Regions from separate parts of the Anas platyrhynchos genome. Here region 2 is linked to region 1. A link is a contact called in public Hi-C data. All regions are on one chromosome and are shown on one strand. The core of a region is the stretch at or near the end of the contact, and the rest is flanking DNA. Distances in the headings are between cores, read along the strand shown. Region 1 overlaps AKAP13 (A-kinase anchoring protein 13). Region 2 holds the start of AKAP13 (A-kinase anchoring protein 13).

Region 1 (5,451 bases), core at 357-2,856:
TACACTGGAAATAGTTGTTCCCGATTTTGGTCAAGTCTGTCTGTGTTACGTTAATAATCATGGTTTTGTACCTCTCATTAAAGGACGTATGCATGTCTGTCCCTTCTGTCTGCTCCCAGCCTGAAATAGGCTGGGTGCTGACGATTAAATGCCGAGACTGATCGTATGTGCCCAATGGGATAGACTGCCCCTCTAAATGGGCTCATGCTGCAAGCAGCTTACTCGTTATTTGGCCATTGGAGCAGCAGAGGGTGCTGTGGTATGGCTTGAGGATGGAGATTACTTAAAAACAGATAAAAGGCTTCCTTGAAACGTGAGAAACTGATTGGCATTTTGCCTTTTTTGCCTTTACTTTGCAATCTCTGGTGTAACACTATAAAGCAATCCATGACCCTCTAGGATAATACATGCATTTGTCCTTTAAAAAAACATCTGTCCACTTAATATATTATTTGGGAGGAAAAATTAAAAATAAAACCCAACCTTTTTCTTTTTCGATTTTAGCATATCTGAAGAGAGCAGCAGTGTCCCCTCTGGTAAAAGTGCAACAAAAGTCAGTCGTACCTTCAGCTACCTCAAGAATAAAATGTCCAGCAGCAAGAAAAGCAAAGTAAGTGCTTTTTTTTTTTTTTTAATTTTTGCAGCCATGAAATACCTATGGGTATCAGAGATTAATTTTGTATTTCAGTGTGTTTCCATAGGGTGGTATTTATGTCTTTGCCTGACTTTCTTTTTCCTGTCGCAAGGGGAGGATTTTCTGTGTGGTCGTAGAGAAGAGCAACATGGGAAATGTCAGCAGCCCCAAATTAAAATGCATCCAAGGCGAGGTTTCCTGTGCAATGTTTTTGCCTCTTTTCCCCACTGAATTGTGCTTCATTTATTATAGAGAATAGATTGTGCTCTGGCATGAGTTATGGTTTTGCAGTGACTGATGGGTCTAATTTTTGCAGAGCCTGAGAGGTGTTTAATAAAATGAGGACAGGAGCTGTAAGAAAGGACTGGCTGCCGAAGCTTGTATTGTCTTTCCCTTTTATTTCTACCTTTGCCACAAAGTTCCTGTGCACTGCTGGAGAAGTTGCTCAGACAGTGACCTTGAGAGATGGCCAATATTTATATTTTCTCCCTTTTCTGGAGGAAGTCCTTGAAACCCTAGGGTTGAATTTTCTGAAGGTTAAGTGCTTTCTCAGCGCAGCTGAATTTCCTGGGAACAGAACTGGCTATAGAAATAATTACATTAATGGTAAATACTTTGCTAAAATAGGCTGTTTTTCCCTTAGATTGTCTACTAAAGATGAATGGTTGTTTTGTTTGGTTGTTTTTTTGCTTGGTTGGATTTTTTTACTTGAATCTCAGCGCTGTTTACCATGTCTGACAGACAGGAGATAACACCATCTCACCTCACAGAATGCAACGTATATTGTGCAGTTAACTGATGTGTAGTTACTATGTTGGTAAGTGCTATTGGAGGGCCCCTGAGACATTAACTACATCTGATGAGAGTTTCAATAGCAAACAGGAAGCAAGGCACAATGCATGGTGCCTGTCACACAGGATTGGATGAAGTGTGTGAGGAGGGGAGGTGTCACACTATCTGCACAAGCAAACTCCATTTTGCCATTTCCCATTTGATCTTTCAGCCAGAGGGTTCCTGTAACATAGGGGGGGTTGTGTAGTGTAGAGGCAAGATGCTAATTTTGATAGATATTTTTAGAAGATTGCATCACATTTGCAATGAGTTATCAGCTGTAATGAGGTCAGTGATCCTAATGCACAGTTCCTCTTTATGGATCTGTCTTAAAAGACACAAACTGCAGCTGCAGGCAGTTCAGAGCTGCTGCTGAAGAGTTTTAAAACAATGCTGTTTTCTGCTGTGAAGTACAACATCCAAAAAAGTGTTTGCACAAAGACTTCTATGCGAAGAAACCTCTATGCAAACCACTAGCGAGAAGTTGTGGGGCACGTTGCACAGACTGTGCACAGGACTGGAAATTCATTCACTGCTTCTTGCAGTCTGGGTGCACAATCTCTAAGGCAAGAACTGGACATAAATAACAGATTTTGTTGGGACGGGTAAGAAAATACACCAGATACTTGCTTGCTCTGCCTTTCTTAAGTAGGTGCGGTGCATTTATTTCACCCATTTCATGATTGTGTTTGAAACCGTTGATAAAACAACAATCGTTCCAAAATCTCAACCATCATACATACATTAAAAATCATAATACATAGCAGTTCTGATATTTTGTTAGCTAGAAAAACATAATGTCATTCAAATTACAATTTCTTGTCTGCTCCTGGTGGAATGGTTGCATTACACACGCTTTTGGGCTTCAGCTGTACATTTGAATAATTCAACCTAAAAATTCTTGGGAACGCTGAATTCTCAGAAGCTTTGAGGCTGGTTAAAAACTGTAAGAGTTAAAAAGAAAAACAGCAAACCTTGAAAGAGGAAGTTGGACAGGAAGAGTTGGTTTCTGCTGCTGTCTGGGCTGTCAGGAGAGAGAGAGAGAGGCAGGCAGGCTTCAAGTTCTTTCCAACTAGGTTTTGCTTTTCTCCAAACCTGGCTTCAGAAATGCATAGTTTTCTAAGATTAACTGTAAAAATAAGGCACTTTTGAGAATACTAATGGCAGTGGCTCTTCTTGAAAATGAGTTTTGGAAAAGTTCTGTTTAAAAAAAAAGGAAAAGAGGATGTTTGGGTATTAACTGTAGTGAGGATACTGGTATAAGCTTTTTTGTATTTACCCATCCACTTCATGTTATTTAGGGATTAGTCAGTGAGTCTTGCAATCAGTAGCATGCGCTGCCTCACGTTTGTAAAGTCTGTAACACTCTATATCCCTGTCTGTTAGAAAAGCATACTCGTTTTATTCATTTTGGTAGAGAGTTTCTGGGAAATGACGACATAAAAATTAGCGTGAGTAATGTCCCTTCTCCTTAACTTGCGTGGTTATTGGGCAGCGTTGTTCCTCCAGCAGTTTTAGTTCGTGGTAGGAGTTTTGAGTGTTCAAAGGGCTAGAAGAAGGGGACCGCTGCTGACCCACAGAGCAGGAGGAGTGCAGGTATACGAACCCCTTCTCTCCAGGGAATCATCTGCCGCAATTTGTGGACTGAAGTACTACATAGCAACAGTGAGGTTTGTTCAGATTTACTTTTTGTCTATCCCAAACATCACAGGGGGGTTGTTTAACCAATCTTTCTGCCTTTTAAAGGCGTGGATCCAAATGGATTTATATATTCGACGGTATTAATCCCATCCTTTCCTGCCCATACTTTCATTTGATTTTATTTTTAACAGTGGGAGCTAGGGCAGGGCAGGACGAAAGCAGCAGCAAAGTAGCTAATATCATCTTGGAGGAAGTTAGCGGCACTCGTCCCGCCCGCCCTCCTCCCCCTTTTGCTCAACTCCTCGCCTGCTGCCGTCCCCGGCGCCAGGGCTCTGGGCTGCCACCATGGGCTAGCTCTGCTCAAGAGCAGCTCTCTTGCCCCGGGGGAAGGATGTCAATAAAATGGAATCGATTTTCTGAAGTTCCCCAAATAACAGTGAAGCTGGTAGGACTTAAGCACTGGGAGGTAAGAGCTTCGTGGTTATTTTGCAGCAGGGCAGGCTGCTGCAGCACATAGGCTGTTATTTCGGGCTGTAAAACCAAGTTTCTTTACCCGGAATGTCTGTCGGTGCATGTCGGTGCAGCATTGCAATGTCCACCTCTGATACACCATTAAGTGGTGCTTTAAATCACTCTGGCAGCTCTGATAGAGCAGGACGATGTTTTTATTTTTACAGTCCTTTTTAAAAATGAGTTCCAGTAACTGTCACAGCCAAGAAATAAATAAATAAAATCTCGTTCTGAGACACTGTTTCAGTGTTGTCGCTAGCATCCACTGCATGAAGCTCACTGCTTGCTCCTTGGAGGTGGTGCAGCATTTCCTGTTTCTCACTGGGCACTTTAGCTTTAACTGAAATGCTTTTTACAGTGATTTTTTTTGATGAAACGATATTATTCCAGACTGCAGAATTGCTGGGCTTTGCAGTAAGCATCGGGTACAGCTGAAGCATAGCATGATGAATCTCCTTTCAGCATGGTGTTTGCAAGATCTGCCTGGAGCAGTGGGTGATATTCTGTCCTGGGGCTTCACAAGTGCTGGCAATGGAGTTGGTTTGGTGCTGTCCCCAAGAGTTTCAGTTCTTGAATCGGGCTGGACCTGGTTAAAGGTGGCCAGGTCGGCCAACAGGGAGCGGGGCTGGGCAGGTTTGTATGGGATGACAGTGATGGCTCAAGGAGGCAGAGATGTGCTGCAGAGCAAGCTCTTCCTTGCAGGTTTTCTGCTGCAGGCAGGATTATTTCATCCCAGAATGCTCTTATTTTTGTTTATTTGCAGGATGAAATAGCATTTGGGGTCAGTAAAGAGAACTTGTGTCTGTGAGGCTTTGCAGGGAGAGACTGATGCTGACATTTTGCCTTGGGTCTGCTGGGAGAGGGGAGACTTCAGGCTGGGTTACTAATTATGTGAGCCTGTCATCAAAGGCACGAAAGTTTCTCTCCTGGTGGCTGCTGAGCTCAATAACTCTTTTAACTGCTTCATGGCAGTTGCTCACACAGGCTGCTCTGCAGCTCTCTGAAATTTAGGTTCCTCCTGTGACAGTATTTAGCAAAGAGCATGTGGCGTATAAATAACAGAAGTCAAAGATAAGCGCACAGGAGCCTTTGCCAGTTCATGTTAAGCTTCTCTTTCAGATGCTGTGAAATCTTCAGTAATAGTTAAAATACAGACTGGGAGATGAATAGCGTGATGAGTGCTTTGTAGGGTGGTATATAGAAAAACATGGAGTCACTGTAATTCAAATTTGGAGATTTTCTGTGGAGTTTCCTTTAAAAATTATACAGTAAGCCGTGTTTGGGAGACCTCCAAATCCATGAAATGCCACAGGAGACCTTTTTAAAAAATTTTAGTAGCTAGCAATTTTCTGACTCAGGTAGGGATAGAAAGATAGGAAAAACTACTGAAAATCAGAGAAGTTGGCTGTGCTTGACGTGTTTCCAAAGACAGCTGAGCAGCTCAGAGGTGGAACTGTGGCTTCCGGAGGACAAGCTGATGTTTTCTGATGTTGCTGTTGTTCCTCAGTCTCTTTGTGATGCCATATTTCAAGGGTTTGTGAAAGATCATTTCCCCAAAAAGTATACTGGCTTCATGTATTCTCTTGGGGTGGCATGAAGCTGTTGAAGGTGTCAGAAGGAAAAAGGAGGTGGGAATAATCCAGCAGTGGTGCTGTACCAGCACCTTAGAAGGGCTTGCTTTCTCCATTGCTCATGCAGTTGCAAAGCACAAGACTTATGATTGGCTTTAAAAATTAATCACGTTGCAAGTTCGATACACATTATACGTGGTGTTTTGTGTTTAAAAAAAATCATTGAAAGTGCTGAAGAGATCATTTACAGCCCGGATGAAAAAA
Region 2 (5,699 bases), core at 2,237-4,736, 180 kb before region 1:
AATAATTTTGCAGTAAAAATTACTCAGCTCACAGGACTTTCCAGACGATAGTGGTAGGGAGTGAAGAAGTAAAATGGTATTCAAATCTCTTCAGGTGTGGCTGCTGTTATCTCAGCTACCAGTGCCTCATTTTACAGGCACCAGCTTCAAAGAGAAACACAAAGAAAGCCCAGCACACGATTGTCAGCCACACTCATGCTCTGTGTCTCAGTTTTGTAGCTGCTTAAACATGATGAAAACAAATCTTTAATAGTTGCTGCTTCCATCATTACATTGAACTCTGTTTTCTATTCAGTTGCAAGGACAGCTAATTTCCAGCAAATGGGAACAATGCGCTCATGTTGCTAATTCATGCCACTACACACAAACGTTCAGATTATGTTGTGCAGATCCAAATTCCATTCTCATTCGCGAGTGCAACTAGTACTTAAATCTGGTTCCCGAGCAAGGAGTAAGGAGCCCTGAAGCAAAGTTTGTGACAAATTAAACCCTGAAAGAAGCAATGAAAGAACATCTGATTATTTTATATATATATATATTTTATTTTTCATTTTTATTTACTGGACTTATGGCATGGGGGAACCAGTGTCAAAGACAATCTGAAGGCAAACAATTTGTCAGAAAGCTAGCATCCGCAAAGCTGCCACACAAATTTTCCCTCATCTACTGTCTCTCTTTTTTGGTTTGTGGTTATATGTGGGTGCAGGCAGGATATTTTGAGATAAAGGATTTGGGGGTGGAAACAATTGAAAGACATAAGTAGAGCACAGACTACATCCTGGTGAAGGCAGAGAGGCAGAGTGATGTGCCGATGAGAGCATGGCTGGGCATCTGAAGTGGCTGGCAGTGGAGATTTTCCTTGCTCTGGTCCTGGGCAGAGGCCTTACAAACCCTTCTGTAGGGTAGGGGAGCCTGGGCTGTGACCGGGCCTGAACCTCTGCCTGGCACCTCACGGAGCTCAGTACTCACCCCATGTCCCTTCCTGCCTTTGTAATTCCCCACATAAGTCATGGCCAACGCCTGGCGCTCTGGAGAAGCTTGCTCTCACAGAAATATATGTAATTACACCCTCTCTGCCCCCTTTTTGGCTCCTGGAGTGAAAGGGTCAGGCTGCCTGTGAAGGACGGGGCCCATCGGTCGGTCCCATCACCTCGTTGCTGTGCAGTCTGAGCTCAGGTGGCCTCCTGCTAAGCTTTGGTGCTGGAGGCTGCGCTGCCCCACCTCGCTGAGCAGAGGGCGAGGAGAGCTGTGCTTGGAAGCTCCCTGACTCGGCAATCTGCCCACAACTTCAGCCACCACATAAAATCTCCCCAGACTCCCCCATTTACCAGTGGGGAGTCATCGCCCAGAAACTCCTGCCTGTCAGAAGTAAATTGAAAGCCATCTCCCTTCACAAATTCCTTGATATTTCTGTTTTCTAAGCTCATTTCCTTGCCTCCTGGAATATTACGGCTGTGGTAAACACTCCTGGGCAGTCTTGCTTGCAGATTACACTTGTATCCTCACGTGCAAAGCCTCTCTGAACTATTTGCAGCCTTTGTTTGCCTCCTGATCCCAAAGACATGGCTGGGGCCTTTGGCAGGCCTGGGGCCATGCCAGCCCTGGAGAGGCAGCCACAGACAGAGGTTGGCTCGCCAGGTTAGGGCCACCAAGCAGAGAACAAACTTGCCCTTGATGGACAGCCAGGAGGGTAAAGCTCCAGATCTCTGAGCGTGTGTTATGGAAAATTTTAGGCACCTGTTATCTGTCACCATGCTACCTCCTCCTGATTGCCTCACGTTATGAGGTAGGTTGGGCTGGGCTGGGCTGGGTTAGTCATTGTTTGGTTGGAGACTCGGAGGGGACAGAGCTTCTGCAGGAGGTGGCTTTTCACTAGATGGTGCTCTTTCCTGAGCCATCCTGTGCCGTCCCCTTTTTGAGTCTGGGAACTTCCCAGTGTTCCTCTTGTACGCCCTTCTTACAGGGATGGGAGGAAGGCAAATTAAACTGTATTTCCAGTATCCCTGCTCTCAGGTGCCTCACCCTGCTGGAGCCATGTATGAGAAATTATTGCTTTACATCCTGGTTTAAAAGGGCGTACGGTGTCGGTATGTCCCAGCCTCCAAATGATCACATTGCATGAGGGGTGAAACCATTTTTATTATTTCAGTTGATTTAAACGGGATCAGCACTGCACACCTTAGAAGACGATGCCAAGCTCATGCAGAGCACTTTCAGCAGGAAATCTCCACTGTACACAGCTCAGTGTTATTATTTTTATTCTCCAGAGAGAGCACACCAGGTACAGAAATTACCCGCATCCTTTGTCCAGCTCTCTGGCCAGCAGCAAGGTCTTTTTGGGAAGTACAGCAAGTGTTTTTGGGGTCGGCTGCAGTGAGGTGAGGCTGCCCACCTTTAGTGCGACAGGAATCGCACGAGTAACTCAGCGTGGCTGCTGTCTTTGTGGCTATGATCGCCTGGCTACCACCAGGGCTAGCAGGATGCATCTGTGTGCAGTAGGTTAAGCTGAGGGGAAACGTTGGGCCGCCACATGAACTCATTTCCAAGAGCTTCCATCATAAACGCTAACTGAAGGCAGGTCACCGCCACAACTGCTCGTGCATCTTCTCTCCAGAGGCCTCCCCAAACCTAGCCACACGCGGACCACAGGCCACATGAATGCGTCTGCTGACGGTGGGTTGCCATTGCCACCATTTTCTGGGGCAAGGCACGGGAACAGCGAGGGAAATTGTCCTGGATCAAACTCCACACCTCATGCAGCAGAGCAGCGGGAAGGTGCTGCGGAGCAGGACAGGGCTGCGGGCATGAGTGGAGCTGCTGGATTTTGTGCTAGGAAGCGATGTGCAGCGTGTGCGTGCAGCAGATCAGCTTGTGCTGGGGGAGGACTTATCCATTGCAGGAGGTGGGCACGCCAGCAGCAGCGTACCAAACTAAACAAGCCATTAAAGCTCCTGGCCAGCGTGTGGGGAGGAAGTATCCCCTTTAAGTAAAAATAAAATAAAATAAAATAAAATAAAATAAAATAAAATAAAATAAAATAAAATAAAATAAAATAAAATAAAATAAAATAAAATAAAATAAAATAAAATAAAATAAAATAAAATAAAAAGCACATTAAAAAAGAATTAAAAAATCAATAATAAAAAAGTTCTCTGCTTCTTTTCGCACCAGAAACACCCAAACCTCAGCGAGCCCAATGAGCGGGGCCAGCCAGGTGGCCGGAGGGGGGGGGTGCGGGGGTGCCACTCCCCGACAGCCCCGCTTCACCCGGGGGTCTCTGGGCTGAATCTCCCCCGACCCCAAGCCCCCGGCCGGGTACTGCCCGTCCCCCCACCCGGTGCCCCCTGCCCGGGGGCGGCCCGGCCCGGCCCGGCCCGGCGGGCGGCGCATGCGGGCTGGCGGCTCGGGGGCGGGCACGGCGGCGGCTCTCGGCTCGCAGCCCGCAGCCCCCGGCCCTCCTTCCTGCCCGCCTCCCCGGGCGGAGAGCACCCGGCCCGGCCGCTTTTCCCACCCCCCTCCCTCCTTTCCCATCTCCTTTCCCCCCCCTCCTTTTCCCTTTCCCTTCTCCCCGTCCCCTGTCCCTCTCCCTTCCCTCCCGGCCCCGCTGCTGCCAGGGGGCGAAGCCGCCCGCCCGCCGTGGGGTGAGTGTGTGAGCCCCGCAGGAGTTTTTGCGGAGGATGGGGAAGGGGTCTAGGGGGATAAAAAGGGGTCTTTTGGGGTGGTGAGGGAGTGGGGCCCCTCCGCGGTCCCTCGGACACTTCCCCGCCCTTCCTCCTCCTTCTCCTCTTCCTCGGAGCTTTTCTCCGCGCAACTTCGTGCGGAGCCGCTCAGCCTCGCGTGCTTTTTTTCTCTTTATTTTATTTTTTATTTTTTTTTTCCTTATTTCTCACTCTTTTCCTTTACTTTTCGCTTCTTTGCTGGCGCGCCGCGCCTCGCCTGCTCCCGCCCCTATTGTCTGCGGGCTGCCCGGGGGAGAGGGGGGGAGCGACCCCCGGCCGTGTGCCCGGGCTGCTGCGGGGGGGGGAGCACACGAACACACCCCCAGAAATACACAAACACACGCAGATCTACACAAACACACGCTTATATACACACAAACACCCCCCCCGGCTGGCCCCCAGCCTCCCTCCTCGCTATTCAGCCCATTGATGTGCTGCTGGGGGGGGGAGAAATCAACAAAACCTCGAGCTTCGCTGATGCAACTTTGTATCTTAGTTTGTTTGGGTTTTGCTGAGAGAGTAATCCGGGTTTTCAATCAATCTCCTCTGTTCTTGTTTTTTTTTCCCCACCTTTGGGGCTCAGTGGGTTGTTGGAGCCGGGCAGGGGGTCGTGGCTGGGGGGTTCTTGTTGTGGGGTCACCCTGCTGCTGGAAAATGTGCTCAAGGGGAACCCCACTTCTCCTAAAGCCACTGTGACGATTCCTGGGTGAGGATTGTGAAAGCGTGCTCGTTTCTTCACCTGCGAATTGTCCGAGCTGGTTAATCCACCGGCCGTGGCCGCGTTATCCCCACGAGTCATGGAAAGGAGCTGGGATTAGTGGAGCCGAGTTTTGCTGACCTCTGTAATGGGCTCTGCCCTGTGTCCTTCGCAGGGCTGCTCGTTAGCTGGAGCTCAGGAGAGAAAAAGTGCTTTAAAAAGTTTGTAAGGGTGTTCTGTGCTGGTTGCGGATGACCAGACGGGGTCTTGATAAAGGGATTATGAATGCTGTGCTCATGCAGGACAGTTGGTAGCTGCGGTGTTCCCTGCAACCCGTGTCAGCCATAAAACTGTAGGTGCTCATGGAGATACGCGGTGCAGTAGAAATATGTAAAGCATGTAGCTTCAGCGCTGAGTTTAGACAGTTGCTCTGAGATCTGTGAGTGTCTCGTGTGCTGGCAGTCTCAGCTAACGTAATCTCAGTGGTTTTAAAAGGCCAAACTACATTATTTCCCCCGGTGGTGACTCTCTTCAGCTGAAAATCCCTCCCTTGCCTGGCGTGCTTTTGGTGCTTTGCAAACCCTTGCCAAGTTGTAGGGGGACTGCGGAGGTGAACCGAGTTCCTCACAGTCCCATGAAGGTAAGGCACGCGTGATTCAGTTAGCGCCGTGTTAGAGGAGGTGTATTTTATTCAGAGATATCCTAGCAGTGGGTGTAGATTGACATTAACCTCACAACATCCGTGTCTGTGGGCAGAAGCTGTCTGTGCTAGAGGAGCACCCGTTCACGCAGAGGGCTCTTGCTACACCACTGCGGTTCCAGGCTGTCACCTTTCGTGGTGAGATGTTTTGCTTGGACCCTTTTTTTTCCTTTCTTTTTTTTTTTTTTTTTTTTTTTATTTCCAGGCCTCGTAGCAGGATACGGGTGCATTAAGCAAGGTGAGGATAACCCAGGCGTGTGTTGTCCCTTGGCATGGGTTCAAACATGTACCTATCTCCTGTGCTTATGGCATGAGCCTGGCGCGTCTCCTGTCTGTCCTCTCGGCGCTGCCCGGCGCTGGGCAGACAGGCTGGCCTGGGGCTGTTGCTAGAAGGGCACGGATGTGGAGTTGGGCAAGGCAGACGGGTTCTGCAGGCAGCCTGAATTACAAGTCTCCCCGCAGGTAGCGCGGCATCGTGTCGGCCCCGTGCTCCAGCCCGTGTCTGGCAACCAGGTCCGGAGGCCAAGGCATGGTCAGCACGGTCCAAAAGGTGAGGACGTGGCAATGCGTGGAGGAATAGGGG

Evidence for each region. A called contact is a pair of places that touch in the nucleus more often than the background predicts.
Region 2: a Hi-C map of subcutaneous adipose tissue shows a contact between it and region 1, with 1.6 times the contacts expected there. The contact joins the promoter of AKAP13 here to the enhancer-like site in region 1. A contact is called at or near these places in 2 of 8 Hi-C or Micro-C datasets (skeletal muscle and subcutaneous adipose tissue).

The regions. Positions count from the first base shown.
Region 1 is chr11:18,193,941-18,199,391 of IASCAAS_PekinDuck_T2T, reverse strand. It overlaps AKAP13 (A-kinase anchoring protein 13), which reads left to right. Exons shown (of 41, transcript XM_072043424.1): 19 at 505-610. Among named protein-coding and RNA genes, the nearest start is that of KLHL25, 56 kb to the right of the region's middle. Within about 2 kb of position 1,606, at least 5 of the 8 cell types and tissues checked have an H3K27ac peak or open chromatin away from gene starts, as enhancers often do. A contact at or near this core is called in subcutaneous adipose tissue, where this site is marked.
Region 2 is chr11:18,379,478-18,385,176 of IASCAAS_PekinDuck_T2T, reverse strand. It overlaps AKAP13 (A-kinase anchoring protein 13), which reads left to right and starts at 3,486. Exons shown (of 41, transcript XM_072043424.1): 1 at 3,486-3,641.